Linked DNA regions of Sus scrofa: region 1 is linked to region 2. A link is a contact called in public promoter capture Hi-C data. All regions are on one chromosome and are shown on one strand. The core of a region is the stretch at or near the end of the contact, and the rest is flanking DNA. Distances in the headings are between cores, read along the strand shown.

What was found. Promoter capture Hi-C pulls out the DNA fragments that hold promoters and counts their contacts.
Region 1: a contact with region 2 is called in a promoter capture Hi-C map of liver, with 6 times the contacts expected there. The contact joins the promoter of ULK4 here to the promoter of RPL14 in region 2. A contact is called at or near these places in 1 of 5 promoter capture datasets (liver) and 1 of 2 datasets of contacts at active chromatin or transcription factors (alveolar macrophages).

Annotation. Positions count from the first base shown.
Region 1 is chr13:25,750,174-25,755,259 of Sscrofa11.1, reverse strand. It overlaps ULK4 (serine/threonine-protein kinase ULK4), which reads left to right and starts at 3,795. Exons shown (of 38, transcript XR_002337917.1): 1 at 3,795-3,985.
Region 2 is chr13:24,693,651-24,698,844 of Sscrofa11.1, reverse strand. RPL14 (ribosomal protein L14) reads right to left here and starts at 3,636. Exons shown (of 6, transcript NM_001097478.1): 1 at 3,618-3,636; 2 at 3,027-3,128; 3 at 2,334-2,428; 4 at 865-964; 5 at 718-771; 6 at 167-505. The coding sequence starts at 3,620. The coding sequence ends at 218.

The DNA of each region.
Region 1 (5,086 bases), core at 2,546-5,045, 1.1 Mb before region 2:
GGTTAAGGATCTGCTGTTGCTGTGGCTGTGGTGTAGGCCGGCAGCTGTAGCTCTGATTAAACCCCTAGCCTGGGAACCTCCATATGCCGCAGATGTGGCCCTAAAAAGCAAGCAAGCAAACAAACAAAACAAAACAAAACAAAAACCAGAAAGAAAGAAATTTGCTGCAAGAAGTGACCGAAAAAAAAATTTCACTGGAGGAGTTCCCGTCGTGGCTCAGTGGTTAATAAATCTGACTAGGAACCATGAGGTTGTGGGTTCGATCCCTGGCCTTGCTCAGTGGGTTAAGGATCTGGCGTTGCTGTGAGCTGTGGTGTAGGTTGCAGATGTGGCTTGGATCCCGAGTTGCTGTGGCTGTGGTGTAGGCTGGCGGCTACAGTTCAATTCAACCCCTAGCCTGGGAACCTCCATATGCTGTGGGAGTGGCCCTAGAAGAGGCAAAAAGACAAAAAGAAAAATTTTTTTTTTTCACTGGAAATCTAGTCCATCCTGGAGTTGCCACCGTATTTGTGTATTTGTGTTAGAGTGATTAACTTGGTTATTAAAGGAAAAAGACATCCTAGGATGCCAGACATTTTAAGGGGCAGGGGTTAGTATCATAAGGTTGAAAATCATCATCCAAGAGGGAGGTGGTGTCTGAGTTGCGGTTACTTTTGCTACGGGCCCTCTGCTTATCTGAAGCCAAGTGCTTTCTGTGTTCCAAAAAAGCCTCAGCTTTTCCATTTTTCTTCCTTATTCATCAGTGCTCTTATGGTTTAAATCTTGGTTCAGTCATTTCAGTGAGGTTTTGGGAGGCTGCATGGAAAGTTCATGTTCAGTTCCTTGAATCATGAGTCCAAATTATTTTGTGAGGACAGTTACAGCCTTTCCCAAGTGTCCTGGTTTGGCTTCCTTCTACGTAGAAGTAGAGCATCTTTCTCAGGTCCCCCAGTTATCCCAAGAATGTGGGACCTTCTTCAGCACAGGTGTTGCATATTTAGCCGGTTTTAAAGAACTAGGTGTTTACCTGGATTTAAATCTCTTCTATCTTTCCTTTTTTATTTTATTTTATTTTATTTTATTTTTTAGGGCTATACTTGTGGCATATGGAGGTTCCCAGGCTAAGGGTCTAATCGGAGCTGTAGCTACCAGTCTACACCACAGCCACAGCAATGCCAGATCCTTAACCCACTGAGCAAGGCCAGGGATCGAACCCAAAACCTTGTAGTTCCTAGTCGGATTTGTCTCTACTGAGCCATAAGGGGAACTCTAAACTCTTCTATCTTTAAAAGCTGTGACCTCCAAGTGAAGTGGCAAAGGAAGTTTCTCTGCTGAGCTTCTACTTGAAAGCTTCCCCAGACCAAACAGACCAAGAGAGCTGAGTGTTTGTCCTGAAGCATATCCATTCCTGCAGAGCCAGTCATTGAATGGGGGTAAGGCTGGTTTTTTTGGAGGGAACATGCAAAGGAATCTGCCTATGAACTCATGGTGTTTACAACCACAGAGCTCTTCACAGCATGTTGAAGACCTAGGGAATGCATTTCTTTCAGGACTAGTTAAGATTTTTCCTGACTAAATGATTTGTTTTTACTTTGTAGCCAGTAGAAGATTTAAGGGTTATGCTTTTCTACTAGCAGCTAGAATATACAAAGCCCATTTCAGGGCCCACCCTGAGCACTTGCATTTCTTCTGTCTTCAAAATATGTATTTTTGGAGTTCCTGTCATGGCACAGCGGAAACAAATCTGACTAGGAATCATGAAGTTGTGGGTTTGATCCCTGGCCTCACTCAGTGGGTTAAGGATGCGGCGTTGCTGTGAGCTGTGGTGTAGGCTGGCAGTTGTAGCTCCGATTAGACCCCTAGCCTGGGAACCTCCATATGCCATGGGTATGGCCCTATAACAACAAAAAAAGACCAAAAAAAAAAAAAAAAAAAGAAAAGAAAGAAAGAAAAACCCCACCAAAATATGTATTTTGTTGTTGTTCTAAATTCCCTAGGATCCAAGCTAATCTTAATTTGTTTCCTTCCCAATTTTTTTTTGCTAACTTTACATGTATTATTATTTTGTATGCTCCTTTGAATGAAGGTAACAATAAAAGATGTTTTTCCTCCTCTGCAAGTCTAACATAGTGCTTTGTCCAAAGGAACTTTCTGTGTGACTGAATGAAGAGATTCTTGACCTAGATTATGATAATATAGACATGAGGAAGAGGTCACTTGCATAACTCAGGTTTTGGTATCGAATCCTTCAAGTCAGATTCATTATTATCAACTATAACGAGAAGGAATTATCTAAAATTGAGGTGACGTTTACCCTGAAAGTGCTCAGGAACTGAAGCAATTCAAAACATGTTTGAGTTCTGCCCTGTTTAAGAGCCTAAACAGCATTTAGCTGGTTTTTATTTTTTGACATTGAACTAATAATGCCTGCTGAGGTCCAACTTTTGGTCCAGTAGTGGTTAATGAGCTGGGTCCATGTACTTTCTAGCTTGTGTTTATGATATTGTCTCAAAATTGTCTCTAGCAGGAGTTCTTAAACTTTGCTGGATCATTGGTACCTTTGAGAATCTGATCAAACCATGGATTCCCATCCAGAAAAATGCACATGCACACATTTTAGCTCTCTTGACAGGAACATGTGTTCTCTGGAGGCATCCAAAAAATGTAGGCTAAGAAGCACCAGGATTTGATATTGTTTCTGACATTAATGCTAAGGCTATCAAGCTTGGAATAAACTAGTTCCAATTTCATTTTAAGTCTTGATTAATTAGGAATTGTTCCATGAGGATTTTTTCCCACATCAAATCTATTAAATTGACAATAACGGCTAATAAGATTCCTGAGAAGGAAAGTAAATAGGAGAGGTAATAACCTGCCATTAGAGAGGCAGAGTTCCTCCAGGTAGGTTTTCAAACGCGGTCCCTTATGGCAAGATCCACATCACCTGTTAACTTGATAGAAATGCAAAATTTAGGGCCTCATCCAGATCTACAGAATCGAACATTCTGTGGGTAGGTGTGGAGCTTGTTTTAACCAGCACTGCAGCTGATTCTGATGCTAAAGTTGAGAAACACTGCGCTAACTCTAGTGGAAGGAAAGGGGAGCTGGTGCTAACGTGCCTGGCAGTTGCTATTTGAGGGCGTGGATCTTTGAAAGTCCTAAGCAACTAAATTGAGATCAGAGGATCTGATCTATTTTTTTTTCATGTACAAGAAGGAAGATAATCCACAGCCTACTCCTTTCTAAAGAGTGAGGAGACATTTGTTACCCACATTATGTCGCCGCGTCCATCTGAGCTCCAGAGGGCATAAGAAAAACGATGGAAGGAAACGGAGGACAGTGGGAGCAGGAAAAATGACGAGGGCCCAGGACTGCATTGCCACCAACTATGCAACTACTGCCCACGAAAGTCCCCTCGATCCACCCAAACTCCAGTCCCACCCCCGTCAGGGTGGACCAACTCTCGGTCCCAGCCACCCAATTCCGTGCCGCAGCCACCAGTAACCAAAAGCAGCCCTAGCGCTCCTTCCACGGTTGAGTGCTGCCCAGGAGACGTGATGGGCCAATCCAAACGCGGAGGTGGGTGGAACTCGCAAGGCCAGAGGCCACGCTCTGAGCCGGGTTTCCCCAAGCATTTTCTACCGCAATTTAGGGTCGGTCGGTGGACTAGCCCTAACGCAGGGAGCAAGGCCGTTGTTGTTGAGGGAGGTGCCTAGCGGCTTCATTTCCAGACTCCAGCCAATAGGAACTGATACTGATCAGCCAATCAGCAGCCAGCGCTCCTTCCGGCGTTCTGCGTGCTGCCCTGGAGACGTGCAGGCCTAATCCAAATGCGAAGGGGTGATGGACCTGTAAGGTTTCACGCTGTTTCTGCGCGTCCCGCCTTGCTCCATTACTTCGTCCCTGGCTTTGACCAGTGGACTCGTCCTGAGGGGTGGGGGCTAAGACGCGCGCACTCGCTGCAGCGGTCTGGTGGACCTGCGGCTTCTCCCCACCTGGTGAGCAGGTGAGTGGCAGTGGAGGCTTTAGGGGCGCTGAATCTGGGTTCCGGTCTCTCTTAGCGTTCGCTGGAGCGATTACAGATCTGTAGGGGAGCCGTCCAGCTACCGTCCCCCTCTGGGCGGACCCTGTGCACCCCCCCACCCCCCCTCTCTTCGGGCTCTGCTTTGTGCTGTATTAAACTCTACACAACTTTTTGTTCAGGGTACACGGGACACCCCTTGTTTCGCGAGTTGCGCTGTACAGACGCCCGAGTTCGCAGTTTAAAACTTGGGCTCTTAAAACTCAGGCTTAGCTTCCCGGGTGTCGGTGGACTTGGAGAAGGCACTGAAAGCAGCCCGTTTGCTGGCGGCGAGCTACTTGGGGTTGGGGAGGAGGGAGTGTTTACGTAGCGACTTAGAGCCTGCACTTTCGAGGTCCCCGAGCTCAAAGCCTGCAGTTGATTCGGTCGGTGAAGTGCGGAGGGGGAGCACCTGTTGAGTGCTTAGCGTAGTGCCTGCCACCTTTTGTGTCCTCGGGTAAGGTTGACTTGGCCTGCGGTTTTCGAAGATAGCTGCGCAACGAGAGGGCGAGTTAAAACACGGATTGCTCGGCCCCGCTTCTAGAGTTTCCGATTCAGTAGGTCTGGGCCCGGGCCAAGAATTTGCATTTCTGCCAAGTTCCTGAGCGCTGCTGATGCCGCTAGTGTGGGAGTTAATGATCTGAAGGAAAAGGGTTCCAATTTTTATCAACGTGCCCCTACCACCTAGTCTGTTTCAGAGTTCGTTGAGAGTAGGTCATGGCCCCTGAATCTTAAATACCTCAATTTCTCAAATACGTTATTTTTCTGACTTCTGTCTTCTCAGATGGTACATATATACCTAGGTGAATTTATAGATTAAAAGAGACGTTTTATTTTACAGTTTAAGAGGTTACAGATTTTAAAAAACGCTTCTTAGGAAGTTTCAGTTGAGGAACATTTGAGGATTGAGTCAAAAAGAATCTCAAAGGTCATGGGGATTTCAAATTTGAAAGACAACTTAGAAGATCATCTGATCCAATTCTTTGTTTTACTCTAAAAAAATTGGGCCCTCACAGAGGGGACCTGCTGATGGTAATAAACCCACCC
Region 2 (5,194 bases), core at 2,387-4,886:
TTCCCATGAGAACTTTACTTATGACTGTGATTACTGGATACTAATTCAAATCTGAGCAGAGTAGGACTAAGGAACTGATTTTCCAATGATGACATTAATAATCCCATTAATCTACCTCATAACCTGGACCCAACCAACAACAGACTTTAATCCATAAAGTAGATTTGCCAGCATGTCAAAAAAACTTTTATTACGTTTATAATAGCCTCTTATGCTCTCATGCTTTCTTGCCAGATGCTTTTGGAGCAGGTGCTTTCTGGGCTGGAGGTTTCTGAACCTTCTGAGCTTTTGGAGGAGGTGCAGCCTTCTGGCCTGCAGCTTTCTGGGCAGGAGCCTTCTGGGCTGGAGCCTTCTTGCCTGCAGTGGTGATCTTTTTTACTGGAACCTTGGCAGCAGCGGCAGCAGCTGCTGCAGCTGCCCCCTTAGCAAGTGCTTTCTTGGGAGAAGCTTTCAGGAGAGCTGCCTTTTGAAGTTTCTTAACTTCAAGCTTGATTAGTCGGTTCCTCTGAAAAATTTCAATGTAAATGTTTACCATATATGCATAAAAAATTCTTATCCAATCTATACATACAAACTGTAAATGCAGAGAAAACAACCCTCGCGATGTCTAAGATTTTTAACAAGTCAACTTTGGTCTACCAAGCTTGGGCAAGAGAATTACCAGACAAACAAGTTTAGGGTTAGAATACAACAATCCTGTGATAATTTAAAACTTACCATTTTCCTTGCCTTCATGACTTTATAACGATCAAAATCTGTCATCTTGGCTTTCTGTTGGAAATAAACAAGTAAAATAAATCCCTGTCATACCATCCCAACCCTCCAAACCCAGAAAAGTCCAAATTCAAATGAATAAGTCACTACCTTTTCTCTGGCTTCAATCTTCTTGGCCCACCTTGTGGCTGCCCACTTTGCATTAATATCTGCCTTCTCCCAGGCTTTTCGGACATACTTCTGGCGAGCACTAGAAAGAGCCAAGACCACTGATTATGAAATCAGATTTGAGGCCACAAAGATCCAAGGACACCTTTTTGTCCTCTGAAAAAGCACCACTTATACCCTCTCAAGTTAAAAAAGGTGTAACAAAAATAGAAAAGTATCCTTCCGTTTTTTTTTCTCCCCACTTCCACCTCTAATTGTCTCCACAGAACACCACCTGGCAGACTTTATTATTTGAATTGTGGTCACTAAGACATCTTAAAATCTCAAACACACAATTTTAATAAAAGTGTGCAAACCATTTCACTTTCAAGGGTTAAGTCACCTCTGATTACGTGTGTATATGTATGTGTGTGTATATATATATATCACTCCTCAGTAGTGGATGAGAAGAAAGCAATTTATTTTTCATCAAGAATGAGGTAAAGTTAATCTGTATGCCTTACATTATTTTGCACATTAATGCCTAAAGGTTTGTGTTCAGTATAGCCCCTTGTAATCTAATGGTTAGGACCTGTGCTTTCACTGCAGCGGCCTGGGTTCAATCCTTGGCCTGGTAACTGAGACCCCACTTCAAGCTGCTGCACACCATGACCAAGGGGGGAAAAAAAAAGATCTGTGTTGAGACATCATGAAATGCTACTACTGTCTAAATTCCTAGTAAGTAACTGGGAATATAACCTCTTTAGTGGCTGTTATAAGAAGATAATGTATTAAATATTTTATTTTTTTGCCCCCCCCCCCCCCTTTGAGGGCCGCACCCACAACACGGAGGTCCCAGGCTAAGGGTCCAATTGTAACTACAGCTGCCGGCCTACACCACAGCCACAGAAACCTCAGATCCGAGTCAAGTCTGTGACCTACACCACAGCTCACAGCAACACTGGATCCTTAACCCACCAAGGAGGCCAGGGATTGAATCCACAACCTCATGGTTCGTGGTGGGATTTGTTTCCACTGTGCCAAGAAGGGAAGACCTTAAACATTTTAAATATTTAACAACTGGCACATACTAAAGAACTCGACTGATGATTGCACTTGAAGAGACAAATATTAGTATTTTGTTTTGAAGCTGAATTGAACAAAATATGTCATGAAACCAGAATTCTGTGGGGAGTTCTTTGTGGTGTAAATCCTAAAAGGGAGACAAAGAAAAAGGATGGGAAATCTGGATAAAAGAAGAGCCACTGAACTACCAGATCACAGGACATTTTAAAAATGCCTGTCTACATCTACACTGTAAATCTCTCCTCTAAATTTTTCTCTCACACTGCTAAATATATTCTCAAGAGAAAAACAACAAAACAGCAAAAACATTTCTTTGGATTAAGCCAAGCAAACTTTTACTAGTATTAATTAAACAAGGGTAGGGGTGATGGTTGGTGGACAGTTACCTGTGTGGGAACTTGAGGATGAAGTCGGTGAGCTGCATGCATTTGAAAGGCATAGCCTGTCTCCTTACTTGAGTGCAAGGTCCATCCACTAAAGCCTAAAAATACATAAGACCAAGGACATCAGTGTAAAACTGTTACCAGCATTCAAAATGCAAACATTTTGTGTATCACTAATCCTTTCAGAATCATCACATCCTTACTATTTAAGTGCTTTTCACAAATAAATAAAACTATCAGCAATTGTAGTACAGCATATAACCCTACATACAATTTTAAGTTTTTAATCCTTGCACGTTCCCAGCAACTCCATGATCATTCAGCTTCTGGTCAATCCCTTAATATATGATTCTCAAATACTGACAACAGCAAACAAAGCTCTTCCTATGTGCTTAACTTTGTTCTAAACTCGCATTACATATAACAACTAATTTAAGCATCACCAATGTTTTAGCATATAATTAGTTAAAAACTCTGGCTGGTTTAAGGAGCAGAAATAATACTCAAAATGCCTTAGTACTTGCCAATTCCAGTATGTGCTCCTAACCCCTATTTGCATTGTTTCCTTTTTTATAAAACGCAATTACCACCCGTAATATTCCTACCTCAGTGGGCTATTGGGACAATTACCATTATAATCTACACTGCATACCATCCATTGCCATATGAAGTCGCGACACTTTTCTTTACACTTACCCTGTTCTGATCAATAACATCTACAATTGCGACCAGCTTGCCGGCATGAGGTCCAAAGGAGACGTAGGCCACTCGGCCAACCTCCACGAAGCGCCTGAACACCTAAAATTGAGAAGTGGGAAAAGGAACAGCAGATCGACTAAAAATACTCTCTGGTTTGCAAAGCTTTACCGCTTTGAAAGGCAACATGGCTAAGAACCGCGAGAAAGAATGGTGAGGGGGAACACACCCAAACGCTACGGTAGTCCTGGATGGACAAAATCCGCAGGAGTGACGGCAAAAGCCAGGTCTATGGGGTCTGCAAGGCCCAAATGCCTGCCCTAGCCAGGATCCCAGCCGCCCCAGAGGTCCAGCTCAGTCGGCCGAAGAGCGCACGCGTGTCCCAAAAGGCGCAGGGCCTGCCGGGCCCTCCACGCGCTCGTCGGTCGCACACCCGGAAAGCTTCCAAACTGCGAGTTCCGTCCGCCCTGGGACCCTCACCGCTCGCTACCTAAAACCCGCAAGGCACCGTTCCGCGCCTCCGCTTCCCAGCCCAGGCGGGGCTGAGGCTGTATGACCAGCAGACCCGGAGCCCGCGCCAGCGATACTCACCATGTTGGCGGCGTTCGGCGAGAAGGAAGAAGGCCTGCCCGACCGTGCGCATGTGTAGCAGGCCGCCCCGCCCCTACGGTGAACAAGACGCCGATGTGTGCACCGATTGGTCGGAACGTACGCACGTACGCACACGCAGGGTCACTGGGAAAACGTGGCGGAGCTCAGCAGAGCCGACCCGGTCTTTTGCAAACGTGAGGGGTAGGATTGCCTCAGTTGGTACCACAGAAGATCTACAGGAAAGTCGTCTTCTAGAACTTCAGGGTAAAGAAGAATACAGAAGATATGCTTCCCATTGTGACTCTGCATCCTTTCAACCTCCTCTTTTAACGTTTTTCTCTTTCCTTCCACTACTCAGTACTCTCCCGATTTTTGTCTATTACTAATGGCCTAGTTAGTAGTAGTTTTTTCTAAGTGACCCCCGTAATTTTATTAACTTTCCGTTTTAAAATAATTCAGATCTACGGAAAAGTTGCGAAACTAGCACAATTCCCAAAACATTTCTTACCCTCTCCAAATGTAACACTAAAGTTGCTTTATCATTCTTTTCTGAACATTTGAAAGGAAACTGTACACACGATATTTCTTTATCTCTAATTGTGAGATAAAGAAAGATTTATTCTAATTGTGCTGTATCCTAAAAACAATGACATTGTTTTATATAGTTGGTATAATGTTTGAGGAGTTCCCTTCCTGGCTCAGCGGTTAACGAACCTGACTAGGATCCATGAGGATGCAGGTTTGATCCCTAGCCTTGATCAGTGGGTTAAGGATCTGGCGTTGCTGTGAGCTGTGGTATAGGTTGCGCAGGTGGCTCAGATCCAGAGTGGCTGTGGCATAGGCCAGCAGCTGTAGCTCCCATTCGACCCCTAGTCAGGGAACCTCCATATGCTGTGGGTGGGGCCATAAAAAGATAAAAAATAAAAATAAAAAAATTTAAATAAATAAATAAAAATATAGGCTTATACGGGAGTTTCCAGGTGGCCAGTGTCTGGTTTGTCACTACTGTGGCACGGTTTGATCCCTGACAGGGAAACTTCCTCCTGCCTCCTGACTGGCCAAAAAATTTTTAAGTAAAAAAGTTGTTGTAGTAAGTACCTTTGTAGTTTATTTTATACCTAGTAGTACTGGGTCTAGTTCAGTGATTCTCTAATTAAGGGTGAATAGACTGGAAGAAAAAAAAAAAAAGATTGCTTAAAATGTTTTCTCCCATTTTTGGTTCTGCTCTGTATATCTGTGAGGGTGGAATCAGAACCAAAAGCAGAGAATATCTAAAATTAGGACCTGATTTATAATCTTCCATTCCTGGCAACCTCATCTCTTTTCTTCCTTCTTTGAATAGCTTACTTTTAATACTACCAACTGACTCACCATGAAATACTTAAGTATGGTAATAATTGTAAATTGTTTAATTGATTAAATAAAGCAAAAGAAGGAAACTTTGAGGAAGTTCAGAGCCCAACTGTCCTGACTTTTTTTTTTTCCCCTTTTTTTGGCTGCATTTAATATGGAAGTTCCTGAGCCAGGGATTGAATCTGAGCCATAGCTGCAATCTATGCTGCAGCTGTAGCAGCACT